Regions from separate parts of the Mus musculus genome. Here region 2 is linked to region 1. A link is a contact called in public Hi-C data. All regions are on one chromosome and are shown on one strand. Each heading gives the region's core, a stretch centred on a gene start, on an enhancer-like site or on the middle of the called end of the contact. The rest is flanking DNA. Distances are from core to core; before and after follow the strand shown. Region 1 has its middle 210 kb from the start of Gm52234. Region 2 overlaps Gm52234 (a long non-coding RNA gene).

Region 1 (6,013 bases), core at 3,107-5,606:
ACCGAGGTGACTTGGAGGAGGGTGGAGGCAGCAGGTGGAGTTGAGGATGCAGGAGATGGGGGAGATGGGAGAGAGGAGTGGGCCTTATTTTGGAAGAAGTGCTTGAAGCATGTGCCAGTGAGGTGCGTCTGAGGACCTGGATACCAGTCTGTTCCTCTCTGTGGCTCCACCCCTTCTTCCCTCCTACAGTCTGCTCCTGCCCCATCCCATGGGCTCCTGGGGGTTGCTCAGATCCACTGTCCAAAAACGAGGCACCAATGCGAGAGAACAAAGGCACCACTAATGCTGTAAATCCTGGATCCAATTTATTTGTGATTTCCACACATTTGAAATGTACCTGTTACCCCTAAGGCCTCTGAACACCATCGACAGCGGCTCTGAATCAAAGGGAAGACAGAACCTTTTGGAAACCCTCTCAGTTGTTCAAAGTGGGGACATGCAGAATAAAAGGCGTTTCCCCCCTCAGACGACTTACTGGCCTATATAGCAAGGCTCTTGCAAGACGCAGTCCCCTCAGCAAAGCTTTGCCTGCAGTCTGCAGTCCCCCTGCCATTCTCCTCTTCCTCCACGCCCTTTTCTTGTTGCCCTCTCCTCATTCTGCTTTTCCTCTGCTCTCCTCCTTTTCTCTTTTCTATGGCTCTCTCTCTCCACCAGTCTCCCTCCTTCTCTCTCTTCTCTCTCTTCCTCTCTGTCTCCCTCTCTCTCTGCCTCTTCCATCATCTCTCTCATTTCCTCATTTCCTTTCTCTCCCTCCTATATTTCTTTTATTTTGGTTTTTGTTTGTTTTGTTGTTGTTGATGATGATTGGTTTTGAGACAGGTTTTAATTGTGCAAGCCAGGCTGTCCTGGGACTGATGGCAATCCTTCTGTTTTGGTTTCTCAAGTATAGGGATGACAGGATTACACATCTGGTTTGCTCAACATATTCAAATGACTCTCCCCTTTCATTGGAGTTTCAAAGCATCACAGTGGCACTTCCCTCAGATTGGGGCTCAAGCTCCTATTCACGGGTCACACTGATTCAGGACTTGCTCCTGGCATGGCTTGGAGTCTGACATCTGACATCACCATCATCATCATCATGGGTTCTATGGCACACTGGCTTAGAGGCAATTTACTTAGCACTTGACAGAGTTCATAAAGCCCTCACTGTCTACACTGTTGAGCCTTGCTGCATGCTGTGACAATGTTGGAGGCACCATGCTCCTGGAGCCCCCCCCCCCCCCCGGCATATGGAACAGGCACCCAAAGACATTGAAAACACACTGCATCTCTAACCATCTGCTCCTCAGGGCTGTTTTCCCCCTTTTAGTCTAGAAATGAACATGACTTAGTGCAAGCTCAGTGCCCACGAGACCATCAGCTGAATAGGAGAGGAATGCCTACAGTCCTCCACTATGGGGGCTTTTCCCTGCTTTTGTGGTAATGTGCTGTGCCCTTGGCTTGGTCTCCAGAGCCCTCTGTCTGCTTTGGGAGGTGAGCTGGGGTGAGATTCCTGCAGAGGTAGAGCCACTGGGATGGATGATCATGAGCCTGGTCAGAGCCTGATGATCCCTCTTCTGTGTACCTCCACTGCAGTGTGAACAATGTTCCCACCCTCCGTGTGACCTTATGCTAGCTCAGCCTCATTGGTCCTTTGATAATCCATTCTGATTCAAGCTCCCCGCCATCTCCTGCCCACTTCAGTAGTGTTGGCCTGCCTGCCTGCCTGCCTCCCTCCCTCCCTCCCTCCCTCCTTCCCTTCATCCTACCCTTTCTCGTTCCTTCATTAAGTTGCTTCTTGTCAAGCATTTGGTCACAACAGTGGGAAATGTAAATAATAAAAATGCCAGTGGCTTCCTTGCTGTAGCATCATGGAACTAGCAGTGACAACACAGCTGCATTAGTGATGTAGAACTAAAGAGAAGAAGGAGAGATGACCTCAGCCTTCGCACATCCTCCAGCTCTCTAGGAGACTGGTCCACAGCAAGGATGGAGATACTATGCAGTGGTAAGGGAAGCCTTGGTCACTTGACAAGGTCAAGCTCTCTGCTGAAAAAATTCCTGTGTAGGATGCTCCCCAGGAGCAAGGCAATCCCTTCTGCAAACAAATCAAGTGAAAGATGATGGAAACACCCCCATAGGTACTTGAGCAGTGTGGTTTTGTTGTTGTTGTTTGTTTTGTTGTCATTATGTCTTAGTATGTCCATGGACTTCTAGGTGTCAAATAGAGGATTTGGAAGCCTTTGTGAGAAACCCATTCTAGGCTCTTTATTTATTTATTTATTTTTAAAAGCAGGGCTTACAGCTGATATCTTGTAGCTGACTTCCTCAAGGATGAGACCTCTGTTACTAAGGAATTCGTGCAAGGTTGTCAAGGTAGAAGGCAGCAAGCTTGCACTTTTGGCTCTTGCTGTCATAATGTTTCCCAGGCTGATTCAATGCTGCCAACTAAGCCAATCTCAGCAGGAATTTGTCAACTGAAAGGCAAGGATGGTTGGTGACTGGGGGTGTCAGTCCCCAGCATGTCTCACACTGGAGGCTCTTCTTGGGAGGCACTTGTCTCACTCCATGTGTTTCTCAGTTGTCAACGCTTTCTTCTACCCCATGGCCCATCTAAATCATTCTCATTTTGGAAAGATGTGGGAGATGTCTCTTAGATGCTCTGTATTATGGGGAGACAAAAAGTATTCTTAAAGACAGGTGTAGTGGCAGATGGCGTGTAATCCCAGAACTGGATAGGCAGAGGCAGGGGGATATCTCCACATTCAAGAAGAACATGATCTATATAGTGAGTTCTAAATGAGCCAGCTATAGTGATATGCTGCCTGACCTAAAAATGGAATTGGGGGACTTCCAAGAATCTAAGAGACTAAGAGACCTTAAGGGGTGTTAGGGTTTTCTCTGCCTCTGGTTTCCTTTCTCTGTTCTAAGGCTGCACCAAGAAAAATCTTGTGTTTTGGGATGATGGTGGGAATTGAATGCAAAGACTTTCACAAGCTCAGGAAGTGCTTCATGCCTGAACTGCATCTGCAGCCTACAGCTGCTCCACTGGAGGTAGATTTGTCCCCTAGGGCTGTCTGTCTGGGATGATGACTCTGAGGAAGGGAGTTGGGGTATCTTTATCGGACATACTTGTGCCATTAAATGTGATAGGGCTGTAAGGGTACAGAGGTCCCTGGCTGAGTCGTGGGTTGGGGGTGGAAGTCAAGATTTTGGAGAATGAGGGTGTGGAAGTGAACAGAAAGGAGTGAACACCTGACATCAAGAACATTGAGGTAGAGTGTTGCATAGCAGCCAGGATGGCAGCTGCCCAGTGTGAATGAGACTGTCAGTTTGAGCAGCCCATAGCAATTTGGAACATGAGTGCACATAGCCTTTTGGGGGGCTCTATGTGTGCATGCATGTTCACATGAGTGCATGAGTTTGCATATGTGTTATTGAGGGCATGCATGAGGGTATGCACATTGCCTATGGAGGCTAGAGAGGTCATTTTTCGAGTGTTTTTCTCTAATTTCCTTTCTGTTGCTGTGATAAAAAAAACATTCTGGCCAAAAGCAACTTAGGCGAAGGAGGGATTTATTTCTCTTATATTTCCAGGTCACAGTCCATCACTGATGGAAGTCAGGGCAGTAATTCAAACAAGAATTTGAAGCAGAAATCACGGAGGTTCTTCAATTCGTGGCCTTTTATGGATGGACTCATGATTAGCCAGCTTTCTTATTCAGCTCAGGACCACCTGCCCAGGGACGGTGCTATCCAAATGGGTTGGGCCCTCCTACATTAGTTAATCACTAAGACACTTTCCACAGACATGGCCACAGTTGGGCAATCATTCATTTGAGACTTCCTTTCTCAAGTGAGTCCAGGCTAGGCCCAATTGACAGTAAAGCTCACTGAGACAGTTGCTCCCCATTGAATTTTCAAGAGTCTCACTGGACCTAGAGCTCACTGATTCAGCTGGGTTGGCTGGCTAGTGAGCTCCAGGTCCTGTCCTGCCTCTGACTCCCAGCACTGGGTCTGGAGATGAGCACTGCCCAGCCTGGCTTTTTTGCTAGGCTTCTGGGGGAATCATACCCAGGTCCTCACGCTTGCATCTCAGGCACCTTGCCCATTGAGCCATTTCCTACCCCAGTGCTGCCAGGCCTCTTTATGTTACGTGGGAGACAGACTTGAGTGTCACTCCTGCTATTAGCGGAGTATGGCACCACGGATCTGGAAGACTGGATATAGAGGTCCTGATGTCAGGGTCTGCACGTAGACCGCATGCTCAGAGGTTGTGTCTGAGAATTTGTGTTCCCTAACAAACATCCCTGCTTGCAGGACTCTGAGGTGTATGGACTCTGCTTTGAGAAACTCCAGCCCCACCCCCTTTTTTGAGGTTGTTTGAGGAAAGCAGCCCCATCTCCCACCCTCATGGAAACGTATTTCCTGCCTCACCCGTTTTAGCTCTTGATTAAACCCAATTTGGCAAGCCTTTCCTTCTGATTACTTATTCATATCCTCCTCTAGTCTTTTTGTAGGAACAATTGATTACAAGTTCATCCAGGAGCTTACCCAGAGGCTTCTTGTCTCAGCAAGGGACAGAGTCTTTATCATTGTCCCTGACCCAGGCTCTCCCCTTGTTCCAGGAGCGTGGTGGGGACATAAAATTCTGTGGAAGACTAAAGGACATGGAAAGCTGTGGCTGTTTGGGGAGAGGTCTGGCCCTCAAGTTGAAAAATCAGTTCGATTCCTGCCAGAAGTTAGAGTGTGAGGCAATTTAGCAAATTGTGGCTTGGAGCAGATGTTTAATTAGGCAGAGGCTGAGCAGCTCCTGGTGGCAGAGGGAGGGGAGGGTAGCTTCTCTTTCTCTCTCTCTCTCACCACCAGGGGAGCTCTGGCTCTGGGGATGCTTGCCTGGTCCACAGAGAACCTGGAGGGCTGGGACTTCTGGGCCCAGGAAGGCCAGGAGGCCCATCAGGCCCTCAGCGATTCTGTGTACAGAACCAGGAAGTTGCTGACAGCTGAGAGCGGGACCTTAGAGGATCGCTTTCCAAAAGTCCCATGTGGGATTGCTTGTCCCTATCCATGCATTGTAGAACCTTATCTTGCAACCACGAAGAGACTGTTGCTGTCCTGAAGTCACGGCCCTGTGATTACACAGGAGGGTCCCCAAGAGTCCCCCACTGCCCCACCAGCCCCTGCCACCAGAAGATGGAAGCAGCCCGTTGTCCATGAGTCTGTGAGTAGCCCGCTCACCAGCAGTACCAAAGCTGGCCTCCCACCAGGTTGCTCATTCTCCCTCATGGGAGGGAGTCACGTGAGTAGTCGCACCATCTTCATTCATCAAGCAACACTTGGAATATTTTTTTTTTTGGTCATCAGTACCCTAGCTTGAGTGAAAGGGTGTCAGTTCACATCTCCCTGGGGAAAGTCTCACAACACACTCTCTGTCTCCAGCACCCAGAGCTATGACCTTGCCACCTCCTTAGGAGATGCATAGGTTCTTCTTTACTCTTCCTCCTTTTATGTCTAATTTATCACCTAGACCTGAAGACTCCTTTCCAGTTGCTTCTCAAACCACTGCTCCCTTTCCCATCCTGACTTAGGATTGCCCCATTCTATTTATGCACATCTGGAGTCCAGGACATTCAGTGTTGTCACTATGCCTTACAGGCTACCAGCAAAAGCCTTGCTCTTATTCCACTTGGTACCCAGAACATCTTCACTCCCAAGGGATAACAACCTCATGTATCTCCTGATGCCTGTGGGAAGTTGTCCTGAGGACAGGACAGCCAGGCTGTGGGTCTAGCTCCAGATCAGCCAACCTTCTCTCAGCAGGAAGAGCTTCCCATATCACCAATGTCAGGTAGGCTGATGGGTCGGAATGTCACTCCAGGACGGAGTTCCAAGGAGGGGCAGAAGAGGCAAGGGAGAAAGCCACCTTCCAGGGATGTCTTCTGATCTTCAGACATGATTTGCCTGTCACCTCTTCCACCCTGAATCCAGAGACATGTCCCCAGAGGAAACATGACTGTGTGATGCTTTTCAC
Region 2 (5,601 bases), core at 289-2,788, 190 kb after region 1:
CATGAACTTGGTCTGGTGTGGACAGCAGGAGGGAAGGCAGAGTGGCCATGATCACCCAGGGAGATGCCCACATCCAAAGACTGAATCCCAACTGAGTCTCCCCAGTCAGCCTGCCTTCCTCATGCTGAAGGCAGAAGGGATCAGGGAGATCAATATGGGCTCATTAACACTTAATTTAGACTTTGTAGGCTACAGCATGCCAGAAAGAGAAATGGCAGACATATTACTTGTCAAAGGCATTAGCTATCATTAGCCTGTCCCTTACCTGTCAGGCTCATAATACTTCTCCCAGTACTCAACACTGTCCATACCATGATGCCTAATGACTTCCACCCAGACTCCACATCCTCAACTCTTCCTGTGTGGAGCTCTCATGGCCGGCCGTCTTTCACTCCAAAGTTCACTGTTTATTTCATGTCCAAGTGATTGTGTTCATTTCTAAGCCATTATCATGTGAAGAGTGTTCTGGTCACCAGGGCAACCAGGAGCCTGGAGTGTCCTCACCTCCCCAGTTGAGGAGATATCTCCTTCCTTCTTGGGAGGACTCCAGCTGAGTGTCGATTCCTTCTCTTTATGAGGTCTTTGCAGCCTTAGCTTGCCTAACTTCTATGTACCTCCCTCACTAAGTAAGATCCATTGGGTGCGAAATTTCTTTTTTGGACTCAAAACAGACCTTTTCTAGCACAGCTTACTTTGTGGTTACACAACCTTCTGGTCTCTCATCTGCTAATGTTTTACCTATTGTACACCCCAAACCATTCCTCTCCTTTACTTTGTTTATCATCCCCCATTTTGATATCTAAGAATTCGGAGCATTGGCCAATGTGTCCAGGAGGGGGGGGGGAAACGCAGCATATGTCCAACTCTAACTATAAAGCTACACACTGCTGGAAATGAAGAATTCTGGGAAGATGCCTCTCAACGTTGTTGTCTGGTACTGTTGGAGCACAGTTGGGAGTCTGATGCCATTTTAGTAGATTGCTCCAGAATTGTAAATAGAACCCATGATTCCCTTACTGCAGGAATGCATCATGTCCTACTGTGGCTCTTCCAGGAGCAGGTTCTTGTCTGGAAACAGATGCATGTTTGGATGGAAGTGACTGTAGGTCATCATGCCTGGCCTTGGCTTTGACCTGGTGTTGCCTGGATGCTTCTCTTGCCCTCCACACCCTCTGCCATCCTCTGAGAGGTGGAGGTGGGAGCTCTGATTTATAGGCTGGGGAAAGTAATTGATTCTCACTGCACTGGCTGGCCTTGACCTTGGGCTTATCATTCTGAGTGCATCCTAAGATGGACCACTGGCCTGAGCTTTCAGGGAGGAGTTGGAGGGAAGAGAGAAAGAAAGAGTAGTGCCCACCCCAGTGATCAGCATTCCACCTTTGAGATTCAGTCTCTACTTTCCAAGTGGTCTGAGGGTTGTGGGAACTGGAAAGGAAAGCCTGTCTCCATGGCTTCTCCATTGTGCTATAGAATGGAATGTATCACCCATGCTGTGCACTGTGAGGCGCTTCCAGACTCTCTGAAGGAAACAGTAAAGCAGGACTCCTTCTCTCTTCTGTGCCCACACAGCAGAGGGCCTACAGTGGATGCAGACAGGCTAAGCTGGCTTTCATTCTGCCTTCTGTTCCAGCCTCTGCTCTCTATAGCCAATCACTTGTTTTTCTTAATTTTCAAAGACAATGGTGTCTGATACAGTTTCATTTTGTTAGCAGCAAGAGTGTGCTGGGGAGCAGGGTGTGTGTGTGTGTGTGTGTGTGTGTGGGTGTGGGTGTGGGTGTGTGTGTGCGTAAACACCTGAAAATTGAAGCAGGCACCTGGATAAGAATCTGAGGTTTCATTGAAAATAAACCAGCAGTGGTGCTTGTAGGAGTCTGTGATGCGGATTTTACAAGGCTTAATATTAGACACAATATCAGAGCTTTTTTGACAGAATATGTTGGGAGAGATTTTGTGTTTTGTGAGATGGAGGTTTTTCTTTTTGCCTAAAGCTACAGTCTCTGTGTCCCTGGGGAAGCCCTTCCTCATAGCTGGGGTTGTATTAAAGGATAGAGCTGAAGACCATGTCTGTGACTGCCACTGCAGGAAGGATTTGATTCTTATATAGGAAGAAAAAACTTTCAAAAATGAGAGCTCATTGTCTAGACTGTCTGGACTAGGGGTAGAGCACTGGCATGAAACAGTTAGTCGTCCAAGCCTGCCAGAAACATAAAGCAGGCATTGCAGCCATTTGGCACAAGAGTCAATGTGACTGTTTCACCTTGGGGAGGGTGAGGATGGTGGGCACCAGTGAGATCCCCCAAACTAGCCTTTCTGTGAGTTCCTTTGGGACGGAAACTGGAGACTGTCCCTAGGTATTTTGGGGTTTCTTCTCTCTTTCATCCCTGTTGCTCTTTATGGCCTTCCTTCCATCAGACTGTCTTGCAGTTACTTCTTCTGTCAGTAATGCAAGGAGGAGATGCTGCTCTGTATGGGTCGGAAGCAGTTTTCTCTGTCTTCCCCTTTGCATGACTCAGCATTTCCTGCCAGTGACAAAACATTGGGCAGACACAAATTAAGAGAGGGAGGATTTATGCTGCATTCAGAGGCTGTAAACCTGTTGGGAAGGGATGGCATGGCCTGGGAGAAAGGAGAGAGAAAGGTGAGCTTATACATATGACTTTCATCCCCAGAGCCCATGTGGTGGAAGGAGAGAAGCAATCCCACAGGCACATGTGCCCATTCATATACGCAAATTACGTAAATAGATGTAATAAAAATTAACTATGCACATGAGCACACATGGCTGCATTTGATCCCTTCTTTTCCCCCTTTTATTGCTCCTAGGCCCTCAGCCTGCTGCCCACACTCAGGTCTGCCCTTTGCTCCTCTCTGGGTGCATCTCAGTCCAGTCAAGTTACTAACCGAGGCACCTGCTACCTCTCAGGTTGCATCTGAAGGGAGTAACTAGAATTTAGCACCATCTTCTGGGTGGCTCAGCCACAGCACCTCCAGCTTCTAGCTTTACCCTGTCTGTCTCTGCAAGGACTGGGTGCTTTCTCTGTGCCTGTCACAATGTCTGGCACAAACTACACACTCAATACACAGGTCTGAAAGGTTGGAAAGAGGTAGAGGGAAGGAGAAAATGGCTGAGGGGAAAGGGAGGGGAGAGGTGTCCTTTCTGGAAGTAAATGATATCTTCATACCACAGCATGCTGGCACATTCTCTTTTAAAAGGCAGGGACAAGATCACTTGGCATTCTTTGTCAGTAATGGACCTTCAGGCTCTTCTGTCTGTGGAATTTCAAGGCCACATAAATTCCCCTGGAACTTAGTTATTTTTGGAAGTTTTAGAAGAGGTCTGTGCAGTAATGAGGCTATAGTTATAATTATATATTAAACGATTAAGAAGGCAATCTTTTTTTTTCCCACAGCTCACAATCAATGGAAGGATTTTGCTTGTTTTTAGTCCTACCAAACTGTTTTAGCAAATTTTTATTAATTTTTTAAACCACTTTTTATTAAAAAAAATAGCAAGTTTTTAGGGTTAGAATGATGGCTTAGTGGTTAATTGCAGGCATTGCACGTCTAAAGGGTTCTTGGCACTCCAATCCGTCTGTAACTCCAGTTCCAGGAAGTCCCTCTTCTGGCCTCTGCAGGAACAAGTATACACACACACACACACACACACACACACACACACACACACACACACACACACACACACACACTTTAAAAAAATAAATCTTAAAAAAGTAACATAAAATATTAAAAAGCAATGTTTGACTAATTATGTCAAATGAACTTTGCATTGCTAAACTCAGGAACAAGTCTGTGGTTGAAGGAGGTGCCCTCATTCCTGGAAAGAGTTTGACTGAAGATTCTATTCCTGGTTTCTTTCATATCCTAAATCCATCAGAAAAAAATAATCATTTTTCAGGAAGATATGACATAAGGGTCAAAAGTTGAACTTCTTACCAGCACTTGGAATTGAGGACTTAAAAAAAGAATCCCAGCCAATACATGTATTATTTACATGCACTGGGATGCCTGCCCTCTGAGAACACAGGTAAATATAACTCATCAGGTTTGGCTGTGTATGTGAGAAGTCTAATGTCAGGCGTTCTAGAGCAGCACCAGACGCCCCAATACAATAGAGCCACATCAGAAGTGGCCTTTGTTTCTGATTAATTTAGTTCAAACCCATCCACATGGAAAGGCACAGAGGAACCGGAGAAGCAGCTAGCTCTGGACAGGCAGATTCATGGAAAATTCTGGTCATAAATCGAACAACACAACCTTGACCTTTCAATTGACATTGGAGTTCAGGAAAATTCATTTTCCTACAACCATGTTCTCCTAGGAAGTTTGCATATAAGTCATTAAAACAACACAATGAAATGGTGTCCACACATACAGTATCTACATTCACTTCTTTGGGAAGCATCCTCTAGAGTAGGCATATAATTTAATATTTTTCATCTAATGCTTGGAGTAAAGCATGCCATCAAATTGAATTATTTGTCAGGTTTTCATCTTGTTCCTTTGATTTTGATTATCCAGCATTTTCTACATCCTACTCACTAAATTGAAGAGGGTCACAGCTCTTTTTGTGTGCTAAAATGAAATGTAACCTTGACATGGAAGGACAGGAAAGATTTTTTTTTTATGAAATAGATTTGATTTCTATAAAGATGAACGAGTGCTTTTTTTTTTTTTCTCTTTCTTCTTGATACACCAGCCGGGATAGATGCTGTTAACAGATAGGAAACTTGGTCTATTTAAAAATCTATTAGCACATTTTTAAGTGTACAATACAGTGTTGTTGAATCCAGTACTGCATCAGGTAATTTCCTAGCTCCTATGAGCAAATGCTTGGCAAGAAATAGCCTAAAGGAGGAAGCATTTATTCCGAGTACAGTTCTGGGGTACAGTCCCTTATGTCAGGAGAAGCATGGCAGCTGGAACACGAGGCAGCTGATTGCATTTATCTGCTGTTGAGAAGTAGGAAGGGGGCAGGAAATGGAGCTAGGTTATTAAATTTCAAGGCCTGCCCTTGATGACCCCACTTCCTCTACTTAGGCTGTGCCTCCTAAAGCTTCCACAACCTTCCCAAACAGTGCCATGTGCTGAAACCAAATGATTACACCCATGAATCCTGTGGGGAAACTTTGCACACTCAAGCCACCCCAGCAGGTGCCGCACTGGACAGTGGGTCCTGAACTAATCAGTCATGCACAGATGAAGTGTCAACTGTTTTCAAAAATGTATATTTATTTGTGTATGTGCCATGGTGTGTGTGTGCGCGCACACACACACAACATGTGAGAACCTATTCTTTCCTTCTGCATGGACTTTGGGAATTGAATGTGGTGGTCATCCTCAGCAGCAAGCACTAACCCCGTGGGGCCATCATATTGGCCTGATTGCTCTTTATAGAAAGGCTAGCTTATTTATGAAGAGTTCCTAGTCACACTTTACGTCTTGCCCAGTGAATCAGAAGTAGCTTCAGTCTTGCCAGCATGTTCTCAATTCTCAGAAATAGTGACCAGCCTTGAGAGGCTGGCCATTGCCTGTAACTGACCTTTCGTCTTCCTATCACTTACTGACTGGGATCTGGGATCG

Evidence for each region. A called contact is a pair of places that touch in the nucleus more often than the background predicts.
Region 2: a contact with region 1 is called in a Hi-C map of cerebral cortex, with 1.7 times the contacts expected there. The contact joins two enhancer-like sites. A contact is called at or near these places in 1 of 39 promoter capture datasets (hippocampal neurons), 6 of 484 Hi-C or Micro-C datasets (cerebellar granule neurons, cerebral cortex, cortical neurons and 2 more) and 1 of 115 datasets of contacts at active chromatin or transcription factors (embryonic stem cells).

Annotation. Positions count from the first base shown.
Region 1 is chr16:5,728,980-5,734,992 of GRCm38.p6, forward strand. No RefSeq gene overlaps it. Among named protein-coding and RNA genes, the nearest start is that of Gm52234, 210 kb to the right of the region's middle. Within about 2 kb of position 4,357, at least 6 of the 459 cell types and tissues checked have an H3K27ac peak or open chromatin away from gene starts, as enhancers often do. A contact at or near this core is called in cerebral cortex and cortical neurons, where this site is marked.
Region 2 is chr16:5,925,678-5,931,278 of GRCm38.p6, forward strand. It overlaps Gm52234 (a long non-coding RNA gene), which reads right to left. Exons shown (of 3, transcript XR_003951860.1): 3 at 3,652-5,601. It also overlaps a transcript of Rbfox1 not described here. Among named protein-coding and RNA genes, the nearest start is that of Gm52234, 18 kb to the right of the region's middle. Within about 2 kb of position 1,539, at least 31 of the 459 cell types and tissues checked have an H3K27ac peak or open chromatin away from gene starts, as enhancers often do. A contact at or near this core is called in cerebral cortex and cortical neurons, where this site is marked.